Linked DNA regions of Mus musculus: regions 1 and 3 are each linked to region 2. Evidence: chromatin contacts called from public HiChIP or PLAC-seq and promoter capture Hi-C data. All regions are on one chromosome and are shown on one strand. The core of a region is the stretch at or near the end of the contact, and the rest is flanking DNA. Distances in the headings are between cores, read along the strand shown. Region 1 holds the start of Klk11 (kallikrein related-peptidase 11). Region 2 has its middle 4.6 kb from the start of Gm18905. Region 3 has its middle 14 kb from the start of Klk5.

Evidence for each region. Promoter capture Hi-C pulls out the DNA fragments that hold promoters and counts their contacts. HiChIP or PLAC-seq counts read pairs in DNA pulled down with a chosen protein or histone mark.
Region 1: a promoter capture Hi-C map of embryonic stem cells shows a contact between it and region 2, with 2.9 times the contacts expected there. The contact joins the promoter of Klk11 here to the enhancer-like site in region 2. A contact is called at or near these places in 4 of 39 promoter capture datasets (the HPC-7 cell line, embryonic stem cells, hippocampal neurons and 1 more).
Region 3: an H3K27ac HiChIP or PLAC-seq map of embryonic stem cells shows a contact between it and region 2, with 5 read pairs. The contact joins two enhancer-like sites. A contact is called at or near these places in 8 of 39 promoter capture datasets (the HPC-7 cell line, embryonic stem cells, hippocampal neurons and 3 more) and 1 of 115 datasets of contacts at active chromatin or transcription factors (embryonic stem cells).

Annotation. Positions count from the first base shown.
Region 1 is chr7:43,774,412-43,779,047 of GRCm38.p6, reverse strand. Klk11 (kallikrein related-peptidase 11) reads right to left here and starts at 2,719. Exons shown (of 5, transcript NM_019974.2): 1 at 2,494-2,719; 2 at 2,011-2,167; 3 at 1,295-1,560; 4 at 582-718; 5 at 1-263. The coding sequence starts at 2,530. The coding sequence ends at 111.
Region 2 is chr7:44,275,552-44,280,022 of GRCm38.p6, reverse strand. No RefSeq gene overlaps it. Among named protein-coding and RNA genes, the nearest start is that of Gm18905, 4.6 kb to the right of the region's middle. Within about 2 kb of position 3,057, at least 3 of the 459 cell types and tissues checked have an H3K27ac peak or open chromatin away from gene starts, as enhancers often do. A contact at or near this core is called in embryonic stem cells, where this site is marked.
Region 3 is chr7:43,853,964-43,858,623 of GRCm38.p6, reverse strand. No RefSeq gene overlaps it. Among named protein-coding and RNA genes, the nearest start is that of Klk5, 14 kb to the right of the region's middle. Within about 2 kb of position 2,128, at least 18 of the 459 cell types and tissues checked have an H3K27ac peak or open chromatin away from gene starts, as enhancers often do. A contact at or near this core is called in embryonic stem cells, where this site is marked.

The DNA of each region.
Region 1 (4,636 bases), core at 1,470-3,969, 500 kb after region 2:
GAGAGAGTACATGCCAGGGTCCCAGCTGAGGACTTCTTAGGGCAGAATGAAGAGAAGTCAAAGCATTAAGAAGAGGTTGGAGGGGTTGGGTGGTGGGAAGCAGGTCCCCTCTAATTGTTCCTCATAACCTCGTGGATCCAGTTAAAGTATTTGCAGACTTTTGTATAGACACCAGGCTTTCTGGTGACGGCACATGGGTCCTGACCCCAGGAGATGATGCCTTGAAGAGATCCGTTGCAGACCAGGGGGCCTCCAGAGTCACCCTGGCATGAGAGGAGACACAACCTGTTAGAGTTGAGTGGGGTGGTTGGGAGGGGGTGAGGACGGTAGTGAGGGTGGTGGGCAGGTGAAGGAAGAGATTGATGGTGAGAGGCTGGGTGGGATGAAGGTGGGATTCTGGGTGAGAATATAAATGGGGTCAGGGCCCAGAGGTTCTTCATGGGTGGCAGAGTTGGAGAGGAGGGTGAACATGGGGAGGCAGGGTTGGATATGGTTGTGATCAGGGCTGACTGGGGATGTCAGTAAAGATGATGGAGGTTGCAATGGGTATGTGGCTGGAGATCCAGCCCCTGCCTGCTGACCTGACAGGAGTCCTTGCCCTCTTTCCGAACACTGGCGCACAGCATGGTGTCTGTGATGTTGCCCGGGTAGGCCTTCTCACACTCCTTGTGTTCGATGATGGAGACATTGGCACATCGCAAGGAATGAGGCAGGCGCACTGTGGGGACAGCAGTGAAGGGTGTGAGCAGTGGTCACCTGGTTTTCCAACCCCACCACAGTAGCCAGCACCTGGGACAATCCTTGCCCTGAACCCATCTCTATGCTTGTAACTGTTGCAACAGCAATGCATTGAGTAAATTCTTCCTACTACTTGTTCTCTGTGCATTACCTCTGACCCCACTGTGGTAGGTAGATATGATTATTCTTTTTAGGAAAAAAAAAAAAAAACCAAGGTTCAGAGAGGTAAAGCCACCTGCTTTAGATCCCACAACTAGAAAGTTATAGATTTGGGAATCACACCTGCCGCACACCTGTCTCACACCTGTCTCACACCTGTCTCACACCTGTCTCACACCTGCCTCACACCTGTCTCACACCTGCCTCACACCTGTCTCAGTCTTGAGGCCCAAAAGTGAGTCCCTCAGAATTTCTCATCTTCCTTTTAGCTCATCCCTCTCCTGACTGCTCCAGATCACCATGCCTCTTGAGTGACTCTGATCTTTCTCTCTGAAGATTCATCTGGTCTCCTTTCCCCATCTCCCACCCGGATCACGGTTCCCTCAGGAGCCCCTACACTGGGGGCTGGACGTGGTGCCCCATCCAGAAATGAGGCAGCTGGTGCCTGCAGCGACACAGTGTGGGGACAGGGTGAGTGGCTGCACAGCTCGGGTAAAGAAGACGGGAGACGACATCTTCACAAGCATTATGTCATTCCGGTGGTCTTTGTTGGGGAGGCTGTTGTTGAAGTCGGGGTGGGGGAAGGACTCAGTGGCCATCCGCCTCTGCTCACAGCCGTCTGTCTTCTCTAGATTGTGCTCTCCAAGGAGGATCACGTAATGGCTGAGGTGGGAGAGATGTGGTCAGAGGTAGAAAGGTAGGGGGACAGGGCAGGGGTGGGGAGGGAGAGATGATGAATTGTGCCTTGTGAACACCCAGACCCATCTACCATCACTCGCTCCTTCATCCTCATCCTGACTAAGGCCATCATCTATTCTAAGACCACCTCATTCCTTTGTCATCAACTCAACTAGATCCCCATCATACAAACTAATGCCACTCCATCCCCAAACCCTCTATCTTCATACCAACCAGGCCTCCGTCATACACACTAATGCTACTTTACCCTCTCCAGTCTGATCATCCATGCTAACACCACACCATCCCCAACCCCTCCACCCACTGCTGCCACCCCCACACGTTCTCTCTGGACCCAGCCCCTCTCTCCATTCATCTCTCCATCTCCAGCCCCCTCCCAGCCCCGCCCAGCCCCGCCCCAGCCCCCGCACCCACGGCTTGCGGCAGTGGGCTGCTGTCAGGAGCCATTTGGGGGCGATGAGGGTTGCCCCACAGAGAAGCCGTGTCTTCTGAAAGAGGGCCACCTGCCATGGCTGTGAGTGAGGCCTGCACTCATAACCCTTGATGATCCTCGTCTCTCCCCCTACGTGCCCTGAAGGGGGCAAAAGATGAAGTACAAGCATAAGAGGGGGTAGGCTGGTAGAGAGACCCCAGAAATGAAAGTAAGCAAAAGAATAGCTGTTCTCATTCTTAGCTGTCACGTGCTGGCATAAGACTATACTTCCAGGTCATTAGTGGCTGTCCTAAGATTTTGAGGGGACCCAACCCCCACCCCCATTCCTCCTCTTAGTCCCACTTGATTATGCCTGGTATAGCTCAGACTACTTCATGGGGGTGATCTCCAAGCAGGTGTCACTGTAGCTGGGGGGCCTTAGAAGTAGAATAGGGAGCCCCCCTTCCCTCTAAGCCCCACCGTACCTGTTACCAGAGCAAGTGCAATGAGTCGGAGAATCATCCTGGCCTGGAGTAGGGCAGGGCGGGCGCCAGGTTCCCCTGGGGACAAGGAGGGAGGTCTAATCACTTTAAGAGGCGATCAGAATGCTGGCTTTTGGGTTTTCTTCTTTCCTTCACCTGTTGGGTCTCTCTGCTTCTCTGACTACCTGCCTCCTTCCCCCAGGGGAACCTCCTGGTTCTCACACCAATCCCCAAGCCTGTAAGAAAAGCCTTGTGCTTCCAGAGTGGCTTGGATCTAGGCTAGCAGCTTCCTGGATATTGAGAACAACAAAACAGCTGGGAGGGGCTTTGTTGGGCAAGGCTCCTGGCTCACTCAGGTTGAGCTGCTCGGAGAAGGAAGACCCCGGGAGAAAATCTTAGAGAATATTTTTCTTTTTCTTTACATGAGAACCTGGCTTGTTCCACAACTGGGAGCCCCACAACTGGGAAGACAAGGGGGAAGGGGCTAACTACTGGGTAAGGACCTCATTTTTGATGTCCCAACATGTAGAATATTAGGGACCTGTGAGGTCTGTCCACAACCAGTGAAGTCTCTCCCTCCACCTTGCTGAACTCCAGTGAAGGACAGCTGGACTGGGCTGGGTGTGGTTGGCTAAGGGACAGCTGGTGCCTACAGCTGCCCTGGCTGGCGGGGGTGGGAGAGAAGGGCAGGACGAAGCCACCTGAGGGGACGGACTGGACGGAGGTCACTGAGTTTGGGGGCAGCAGTTTAGAGGTGAGAGATACAGAGGGAAGCAGAGTGTGGCTTCAAGTCCCTCCCCATCTTCCAAGGACATCTTCAAGAGGGGGAAAATGCATGCTGGGACAGAAGAGGCCTAGCTTCTAGGATGGCAGTCTTCTGGAATGGGTGGGGGTGGGGGTGGGGGTGGGGATGAGGGTGGGGGTGGGAGAACCTTCCCTTCTCTCCTGGATTCATTCCTGGGCTCTGGGGATGGGAACTCTAAAGGGTGCGGTTGACACTGCAGCAGGCTGGGTCTGAGCACCTGGGGAGAAGGCAGGCAGGCAGGCAGGCAGAGGGCTTGGCCTCCGGAAGGGGGGCCGCTGGGATGACTGGGCTTCTAATCCTGCCTTATTGCCCTGGGAGAGAGCTGTGTGTGGGCCCTCCCAAGGCAGCCTTGGGGTCTGGGAGACAAGATATCACTTGTCTGAGCCCCTCTTCTCCCTGTGGTCTCCTCTTCTTGTAGGTATACCCTTTTTTTTTCCAGCAGGTCTCAGAGTCTCGGGCCCCCACATCCCTCTCTCCCCTCTGTGTGTGTGATTTTGGTCTCTGCCTCTAGGCTTCTGTCCCTGCTTGTCTTTGGATCCTTGTTTCCTCTTGTCACAGCTTTTTGTCCCTACAACCCCTTTCTAGGCCTCCCATTGTGCCTGTCTCTGTCTCCTCTCTAAGGCCTCCATTGCTCTCTCTCCTCCTGTGGGCCTCTCCCTTCTCACAGCCTAGGCCCAGCGGGCCCCTTGGCCTCCTTTGGGCCCTCCCTTCTCCTTTCCAAAGAGGGGGGAATCTGGGGCGTCATAGAGGTGGGGCTGCTTGCCTGGTGAAGGGGCAGGGACAGGACGGTGGGGGAGGCAGGTCAGGGCCTGTGACAGCCATGGCTCAAGAAAGGAGAGAGAAACCTCAGCGGGTGTGCCAGGAGCCCCAGGGCTCCTATGTGGGCCTCCTTTCTCTGCTGACCCTTCCCCGGCCCCCCTGGTCTTCACTGCCCAGGCCTCCGGCACTTACTGGTTTCTGTAGATAATTTCCAGTCACTCTTCAGCCTCCTCATTAGATAGCTTCAGGTTTGAAGCCTCAGTTCTCCTAGCTTATGTTTTCATTTAGATTTTTCTTCCATGGGCCTCCTTCGCCTTACTTCCCTAGTCAGATGTGGGACAAGGCGGGGTAGGCCCAGGCTCTGCCAGCAGCCTACTGTGGCCTCAAACCCTACGGGCTCTGCCTCTTCCTACCCAGGTGACGTGGGACAGGTGACTCCACCCCAGGGAAGCTCAGTTCTCTACTCTGTGACATGGGGGTGCCGGCCCTGCCTTGGGGTGGAGTGGGGATGAACTGCCAAGGGGATGTTGGAAAAGGCTACCATCCTGTGCTTTGGGGTCAGCACACCAGGTTCCCAGCACA
Region 2 (4,471 bases), core at 1,808-4,307:
ATTACAAATGTGCAAAATCACATCTGAGCTTTCTAATGTGGGTTCTAGGGATTGAACTCAGGTCGCTGTGTTTTACACGGCAGTACTGTAGTGACTGAGCTTCTCCCAGGCCCACTAGAGAGGGGTTTACAAGTGAGAGGCAAGGTGACAAGTGGGAATTGGTGACTTCTGCTTCATGCTACTGGGTATGGCAAGTTTCAAGGCTGTCCAGAATCCAGGCTTGAAGGACAGGGCTTGCCTTTTCAAGGGAAGACCTGTAAAGTGACATTGCACAGAAGAAGCAGAACAGCCATTTTGTACCCTGCTACAGTCACTGTGTAAGATGTTCTGCGTCATGGAATCCTGGTGATGGTCTTGGGATGTGGGCTCTGAGGAAAGGATGGCAAATCTCTCTCTCTCATTCTCTCTCTCTCTCATTCTCTCTCTCTCTCATTCTCTCTCTCTCTCTCTCTCTCTCTCTCTCTCTCTCTCTCTCTGTGTGTGTGTGTGTGTGTATACATGCTATGGCATGCATGTAGAAGTCAGAGAACAACTTTCTGGGGTTGACTCTCTCCTTCTACCTTGTGGGTCTTGGGAAACCTAACTCAAGGCAGCAAGCACATTTGGGGGGACAGCCATCACACTGGCCCAGGACTATGTGTAAATCAAGATAGTAGATGTTTCTACTACCCAGTTGGAATCAGGTTGTCCACCAACTGAAACCCTAAGCAGCCCCTAACTAGTGCATCTCATAAGTACTCCTTCCCTCCTTAGTGTGGTGGTACAACTCTGTAATCACAGCACCAGGGAGGCTGAGTAGGGAGGGTTGCAAGTTCAAGGCCAGCCCTGAATACATAGCAATCTGTACCAGACCACAGAAGGCAAAGTGGGTTGAGATGAGGGCATGCCACAGATTCCTTGTCCAGGGCTCTTTCAGCCCTGAGGTCTGGGCTGTCATCGGTGAAGAACCGCAGTTCAAATCTTCTTAAGCGCATTTCTCAGCCTCCAGGGTAAGTCCCACCACAAAAACCCATACTGAAGCTGTCTGCTGGTGTGAGTCTTAAGCTAGGTCACAATGAGGACCCAGATATAAATCAGTTATGGGGGAATCACGGGCCAGCCTAGGCTTGTATTGTAAGAATGTCTCTGTCTTGAAAAAGAAAAGCAAAACCTTGAGAGAGGCTCCGGAGGCCATGCCGCTTCCTGAGGATCTACAGGCAGCTAGCTAGTGATTGCTAGGGGATGCAGACATTTTCTTCAGTGGTATAGCCACTTACAAGTTTCACAGACTCCTGTGAGCAATCCCAGTTAAACCCATTAGGTCACACACAAAAAGACATGGCCACAGAAGCTGTGGGTTGGTCAGAGTTCTCTAGAGGAGCAGAGTTGACAGAGCGAGTACACATGGGAAGGGCTGACTAGACTGACTTTCATGATGCAGCCTGGACAGACCAACAATAGCTGTCTTCACAATGAAGAGACTTGAGGACCAGTGGCTGTTCAATCCACGAGGCTGGGGTGCCTCGAGATTTCCAATCTGATGCTAAAGGCCTTGAGGATACTGGGTGAGCCACTGGTCTTCAGTCCACATTGGAAGACAGAAGAGACTGAGCTCTGAGATCAGGAAAGGGTGACATAGGCGGCGGCGGCGGCAGCAGCAGCAGCAGCAGCAGCAGCAGCAGCAGCAGCAGCAGCAGCATTGATGAACTTAACGTTGTCAGGGAGACACAAAGGCATTAACCACAGGGGACTATTGTGTAGATTGAAAACCTTCATCTTGGAGGCCAGCTCCTTAATCTAGAAAGTAATAAGCAACTCACAGGCTTCAGAAAGTCCCTGAAATTGAGCAGACTCACTAGGCTCCTCCCTCTTCACGCATACATAAGTAGAAAGGACTGCTAAGGGTCACTCTCAGACCAACTGAACTGTCTGGGAAAGACAACCTCTAACCTATTGAGCTGTCTGCAGGCTGTGCAGTGTGCTCTAGGGTCCCATCTTATGTGAGTTGTCATCCATGCTAGGATGGGCTTTTGTCAAAGTCGGCTATCGGAGTCATTTCTGCTTCTGTAAGTAACCCCAATAAAACTCACTGGTTCACCAAGATGGACTTTGGTGGCATCTGTTCTTTGTTCTGTGGTCAGTTCTCTATTCATGGTGAGAAAATGTTTATGTCTTCCCAGGAATAATGTCACACGACTGACTAGGTGGGGGAAGGAAGGGATTCAGTAGGTATGGGAAGGGACAAGATGAGGGACAAGGGGGATGAGTATGATTAAACATTACGCTATAAACATGGAAGAATGTGCCATAACGAAACCCACTATTGTGCACAATTAATACCTGCTAATTGAAAAACTTAAACAAAAAGTGAAACAAATGAAGAAGAACCAGAAAAAAATTGAACAAGATAAGAAGACCTGCCATTACAAGGAATTTCTTGAAGCTCCTGAAAGCCTGCGTAAGTGTGGATCATAAACCATTTATCTGCCAGATCTCCAGCCCCATCTCCTGAGAATAAGGCTTTCCTCTGAATAACCATAATATCACTCCCAGTGTCTACACCAGGAGGCTCACTGCCTCCTTCAACTCCAGCTTCAGGTGTTCTGACGCCCTCTTCTGACCTCTGTGGGTACTGCACTCAGTACCTCCCATCCAGACAGATATGCACTGCAAGTAAATAAAAAATAAAAGGAAAGAAGGAAGGAAGGGAGGGAGGGAGGGAGGGAGGGAGGGAGGGAGGGAGGAAGGAAGGAAGGAAGGAAGGAAGGAAGAGGGGCTGGAGAGAAAAGGCAGTTTAGTGGCTAAAAGTTACTGGCTGCTTTTCCAGAGGACTCCAGTTTGACCCCAGGCCCCCACAAGACAGCTTACAACCATTTGTAACTCCAATTCCAGGGCCACTCAACACCCTCTTCTTGCTCCTGAGGGCATGGTGTGCACAGACAGACACACCTGCAGGCAATGTAAGTGCTAACAGCTCTGAGGGGGAAAGGTATCCTGGCAGCCAGGAGCCAAGGAATACCACAGAGTCACACCATACAACAAACCTCATACAAGGTGAAGGCAGGCTTTATGTAGGGCTTCCAGGGGTGGGGCTTTCCAGGGTGGCCTGGGATAGGATAGGGCTTGTCTTCCTGCATCTCTACGGGCTGGGTCCGCCTGCTAGAGTATTCTCGGGGGGGGGGGGGGGGGGGCAGAGTCTGGTTGTTGGGTGTCCTTAGGTGTGGGGCCTGGCCACTTGTATGCCTCAAGGGTCTTACACAGGCAAAACACCATGCTAGTTTTAAAAATTTACACATAAAAGTAAATCTTTGTCTTTGAAAGAAAGAGAGCTCTAACCTCCTTGGACACTGCAGAACGCCCTTTCAAAGAATTCCTGTGCTCTAGGGACAGACAAACAGAAGCCACAATTCACTCAGAAACATCAGCGTCAGACTCCGAGGAAGGTCTGTACATTTAAATTTCAGCTACAAGGAGAAAACAAGGTCAAAAAGGAAATTAGCAAACGGTTCGAGAAGCAAGAAAAGGAATTACAAAATAAACGCGAAGGAGGGAGCAGAGACCTGCAGAGAAGATGGCTTCTTGGTAGGAGCGGTTCTCTCTTTTCCCATAGTCCCCATGGTTTTCATTCCTACCCTCTTGGTTCCTACCACCCCCTCAGTTCCCACTCTTCCCACCCACTCAGTTCCCATTGCCCCACTCCTCCAGTTCCCACTGTTCTCACTCCTCCAGTTCCCACTGTTCTCACTCCTCCAGTTCCCACTGTTCCCACTCCTCCAGTTCCCACTGTTTCTACTCTCTCATTTCCCACTGTTCCCATTCCTCCAGTTCCCAGTGCCCCACTCCTCCAGTTCCCACTGTTCCCACTCCTCCAGTTCCCACTGTTCCCACTCCCTCAGTTCCTACTGTTCCCACTCCATCAGTTCCCACTGTTCCCACTCCCTCAGTTCCCACTGTTCCCACTCCCTCAGTTCCCAATGTTCCCACTCCTCCAGTTCCCACTGTTACCACCCCCTCAGTTCCCACTGTTCCCACTCCCTCAGTTCCCACTGTTCCCACCCCTTCAGTTCCCACTGTTCCCACCCCCTCAGTTCCCACTGTTCCCACCCCCTCAGTTCCCACTGTTCCCACTGTTCCCACCTCCTCAGTTCCCACTGTTCCCACTCCCTCAGTTTCCATGGAGTAGCCACCCCAGTCAGTCTTCATCCAAGACTGACTTCTTCGGGAAGGGAGCGTGGGATCCTGAGCAGGCTTTCTGATGATGTCCTAGCCTCTGTGGTTGCAGATGTCACTGGGACCTCCCTGGTGACAGTGGGTTGTCCTCTGTGCAGAGGACTGGAACATCTCTAAAGAGCGCCCCCTAGAAGATGACTGAAGTAGAAACTTAAGGATCCTTTGGAAAGTCAGTTGTATTGGATGGTGTTTTGCTGGGGCAAACATGTGAAGGAACATTTACTGAGGCAGACACAGGAGAAAGGATGTTCTGCTCAAGCAA
Region 3 (4,660 bases), core at 879-3,378, 420 kb after region 2:
ACCCCAAGACTGAGGCCAGAGGAGTCCCCATGGGGGAGAGAAAGTGGGGAGGAGGAAGAGAAAGAGAGCAAGAGAAAGAAAGGGGGAGGGGACGAAGGGAGGGAGGGATCAAGCGCAAAATGTCCCTATGATATAGGGAGGAGCCTTATGGGGAGGGATAGTGGGGAGGCAGTCCAGACCCTGGGCTGAAGATTTTAGGGTTGGGGGGCAGGGTACGGTCAAGTAGGAGGCCAGGTCTGCTTTGATATACTAAATATGCACCTCAGTCAGTCCCTTGTCTGAGGTCTGCTGGGTTGGCCAGCAAGCCCCAGGGATCTGCCTGTCTCAGGCCTCCTAGTGCTCCCAGTGCCTCAAGCAGGTTCCATCAAGCTTGCCGTTTTAAAACCCTTTCTATCACATTTATTTACCGTGTGTGTTCCTGTGTGCATGTGTTTGGGAACACGCGTCACAGTGTCCGTGTGGAAATCAGATGACATCTTATGGGCGTTGGTTATCCTTCCTGCCATGTGGGTTTCAGTAATTAGACTCTGTCTTCAGGCACGTGTACATCTTCACACCTATATGCAGGTGCCTTTACCCGCTGAGCCATGTCACCGGCCCCACGCCTGCTTTCATGAGGCCCTGGAGCTCAAATTCTGGACCTCTTGCTTTCCTGACGTTCACTTTACCCGCTGGTCCGTCACCCCTTGTTTCAGTCTTAATTTTTTTTATTTTTAACATAGCATCTCTCTGTGTAGCCCAAGCTGGCCTGCATTCAGTTGGTACCAGATAGAAACCTGGTTTCTTTCCTTTTATTAAACAATTATTCATGATTATTTTTGGCAAGCGGGCATATCCATGGACAGCTAAAAGTGACTCCACAACAATCAGGCATCTTTACAGCCAGCTTTCGAGGGACCCCGCGACCAGACGCATCCTCTCTAGCTGCCCAGGGGTCTTCTTGTGCATGCGCCATAATCTCAAAGTCACGTTCTTCCTACTCCTACTTTATTCGTTCTTCCCTCTCCCAGAAGCTCCTTCGGAATTCTCACCCAATAACCTCCCACGTGAGACCCGCCTCATGGTGTGGGTTTCTGTTGGGACCCGCTGCCTAATCCTATCAGTTACTGTGTATCTGATGGGAACGGAGGTTGGAGGGCAACTCTGTGGAGTCAATTCTCTCCTTCCACCTTTGCATGGGTTCAAAAGATCAAACTCAGGGCGTTAGGTCTGTGCAGCAAACACCTTATCTGTGGAGCCATCTCTCCAGCTCTGGGTTTGGTTTCCGGTTTGGAGGGAACTGGTTCTCCCAACACCTTTTATTAAGCATTCCGTGTTCTCCTGTCCATCCGGGCTGCTGTTGTAACTCATGTTAACTCCTAGACTTACACATCCACCTGTCTGAGTCTCCTCTCCCATGTTGCTCTTGGGCCCACTTGGTGATAAGCTCTCCCTTGCTGTGAACATCCCTCCTGTTTGTCACAATGCCGTGATGTGTCCTAGGTAAGAAGCTTGCTATTGCGCCACCACAGCCCTATGCTCCTCCATCTTACAACACCGTGCAGGAAGGTGAGAGTCTCCACCCTTGATATTAAGGGACTGCTCACAGACGCCTGCCTCCTCCCAGCTCTGGAACCAGCGTCTGCATGGAAAAAGACACAACCTCGTATGAGAAAAGAAAGTTTGAGCTGCCAAGAAAATGAGTGTTAGCTCAGCTTCCTCCTTCTGGAAGCCTCTTTTCCCACACCCAACCCTCTGGATCAGCTCAAACAACCAAAGACAGTATCTTGACTCTTGCCTTTTATTTTCCCTGCTCCAAGTTGAGCAGGGCATGCAAGGCAGGAGCAGGAAGGAAATTCCTGAGAGGGTGGGCTACAACCGGCTTGCTATCCGGTCACCGTTTGTTCCTGTGATTTAAGGTGGTTAGCCCTCCTCGGGGTACTCGCCTTCTGAGTGAGAAATTGGGGAGGGATATTCAGACGTTATCACAGAGTCTTCCTTTTTTTTTTAAAACATTTTATTTTATTTTAGCGACGAGGCCTCATGTATCCCAAGCCTTGCTTTCAACTCTGTGCAGCCAACAATGACCTTGAAATCCAGAGCCTCCCACTCCTGGCTCCAAATGCCTGGATTACAGCATCATTCGCTGCCACACCCTGTTTACATCTCGTGAGTGCTGAGTACACCAACCCAGCTACACCCACAGTGGTTTTGTGTTTGTTACTGAGATAGTTCTCGCTAAGTAGCCCAGGCTGGCCTTAGTCTCCAGATTCTCCCTACCTCAGCCTCCCTAGTATGGGAATTACAAGTGTCAACCACTACTCTCAGCTTCCTTTTCCTTCATTTTGCTTAAAAAACAAACAAAACAAAACAACAAAAAAACCAGTGCTGATGGTGGGAGAAGGGCTGGCAAGATGGCTCAGTCAGTAAAGGTGACTGCCCCCAAGCCTGACAGCCTAAGTTCAGTCTTCAGGACCCACAGGGTAGACGTAGAAAGATAAATAAATCCTGCAAATCGTTCTCAGAACAGGCCATGGCGTGCACTTGCCTCTTCATGCCCTCCAACCCCCACAGGCATAAAATACAACAAGTGTAAGAAGAATGTTTAAATACAGTACTAAGGATTAAACTCAGGGCCTTGCACATGCCAGGCAAGCTCTCTGTCACTTGGAACGAGGAGGAGGTATTCTGTAACCTTGCCTGACTCCACACTTCAGATAAGATGGGTGCAGCTGAAATGAGCTTATCAACCTCCCTCCTACTTCATTGTTGACCAAGCAGATACTGCTTGAGTCCACAGGTGACCTGGAAAGCACTCCCTCAGCCCCTTGCTGGGGGTTCTAGAGAGGGGCGCTACCTCCCAAGCTCCCAGCTCTGCTTGCTCCCTTCTACCAGGTAAACAAACATTCCCCCTCCCCTTGGCTTTGATCTTAGCTAGCTTCCATCCTAGCTCCTTGCTTAGAGCTAGGTCCTATGGCTTCTGTGATGCTTCCAGCTCACTTGCCAACTAACATAAGTGATAGCTAGTCTTGGCCAGGGCTGCAGAAGGGTTTGGGTGAGATCATCTCAGCTTTATCCAATTTATCTAGTATAGAGTCAGAGGGGTCACAGGGCATTGGCCTCTCTTCCTTGTTATATCTGATAAATTATTTCTCCCCCATTGAAATGAGCCAATTCAAGCCAGATTAAAATATATATATATAGGCAGGTTTAGTCTGAAGTTGCGAGTTTACTGGCCCCAAGGAAGGAAGCCAGGGAAGTCGCCATGGGAAGAGAGACAAAAGAGAGGGAGAAGAGAAGGAAAGGAAAAGCGCAGAGGCAGAGTGAAGGAGAGAGCAGGAGAGAGCCAGAAGGCAAAAATGTCTTGATTATATAGGAAGGAGCCTCTGGGGGAAGGGCAGCCCAGCCCCCACAATGGACAGTTCATGGTTAGGGGCAGGGTATGCCAGTGAGGACTGAGGAATGCTGGGAGAACCTGGAGGGCAGGTCTGCTTTGGTATGTGAGATATGCACCTCAGCTCTTTGTCCCCGAGCCTGAAACCAAACAGTGTTTATGTGTCTTGGGTTCTCTGTTCACCCTTGACTCTGATCCTGAGTCCGAGTGCATCCAAACTCTGCCACTGCAATAAGCAGGTTTTATGTAGATGGGACCTGTGTCTGTGAGACTCTGAGAATCCACCACAAGCTTCCCTTGCTGTTTCCACCTTAGCTACAGTAAATGTCACGCACCCAGTGTCTTTACGTGAATGCACATTCGTGTGTGGGAGGGTACGTCGGTGTGTGGAGGGTGGAGGTTGATGCCAGGTGTCAGTCCTCGGGAACTGTCCACTTGTTTTATGAATCAGGGTCTCACTGGCCTGGAAGGTACTGAGTAGGTTAGGCTAGCTGGCCAGTGAACCCCAAGGATTGCCCTGTCTACATGTTCTCTCTGTGGTGAAATGTGAATACAATGTACCCTCTTTTCCATGAGAGGATTAAATAAGGCAAAACACCATTTAAAAAATAGAATAAAAAAGCTGCTTGGCAGAAAGTCAAATCCCCCCCAGGGTCAGCGCTTCTTGAAATCAAAACACATGCTCCAGGTGGCACCCTCTTCTCCAACACTGTGCTTTGTTGTTGGCTGTGCCATTCTGAGCCAGCCAGCCTTCTCATAATGTAGAACCCTGGTCATTTAGAACATGGCACAGAACCCCCTTTACTCTAGGAATAGGAACCTAGTTGAGCAGGGCATGGTGGGACATGCCTTTAATCCGGCATTCAGGAGGTGGAGACAAGTTTGTCTCTGAATTTGAGGCCAGCGTGGTTTACATAGCAAGTTCCAGGATAGCCAGGGCTACCTAATAGAGAAACCCTGTCTCAGAAATAACACCACCACCACCCCTACCACTACCACCACCATCACAAACAAACAAACACCCAGTGAGACTCACACTGTGCATGCATGGTTTAGGATGGCTATGCAGCCTTCTGCAGAAAAAAACCCTGGAAGACAGCAAGGTGGCTCAGTTGTTAGGAGCACGTACTGCTTTTGCCAAAGACCTAAGTTTAGCTCCCAGCACACAAACTGGGAGGCTCACAACAGCCTGTAGGTGCAGCTCCAGGGGATCCGATGCTCTCTTTTGGCTTCTGTGGGCCAGGTACTCTTGTGCACTATCCGTTGACAGATACACATAAACAAAAA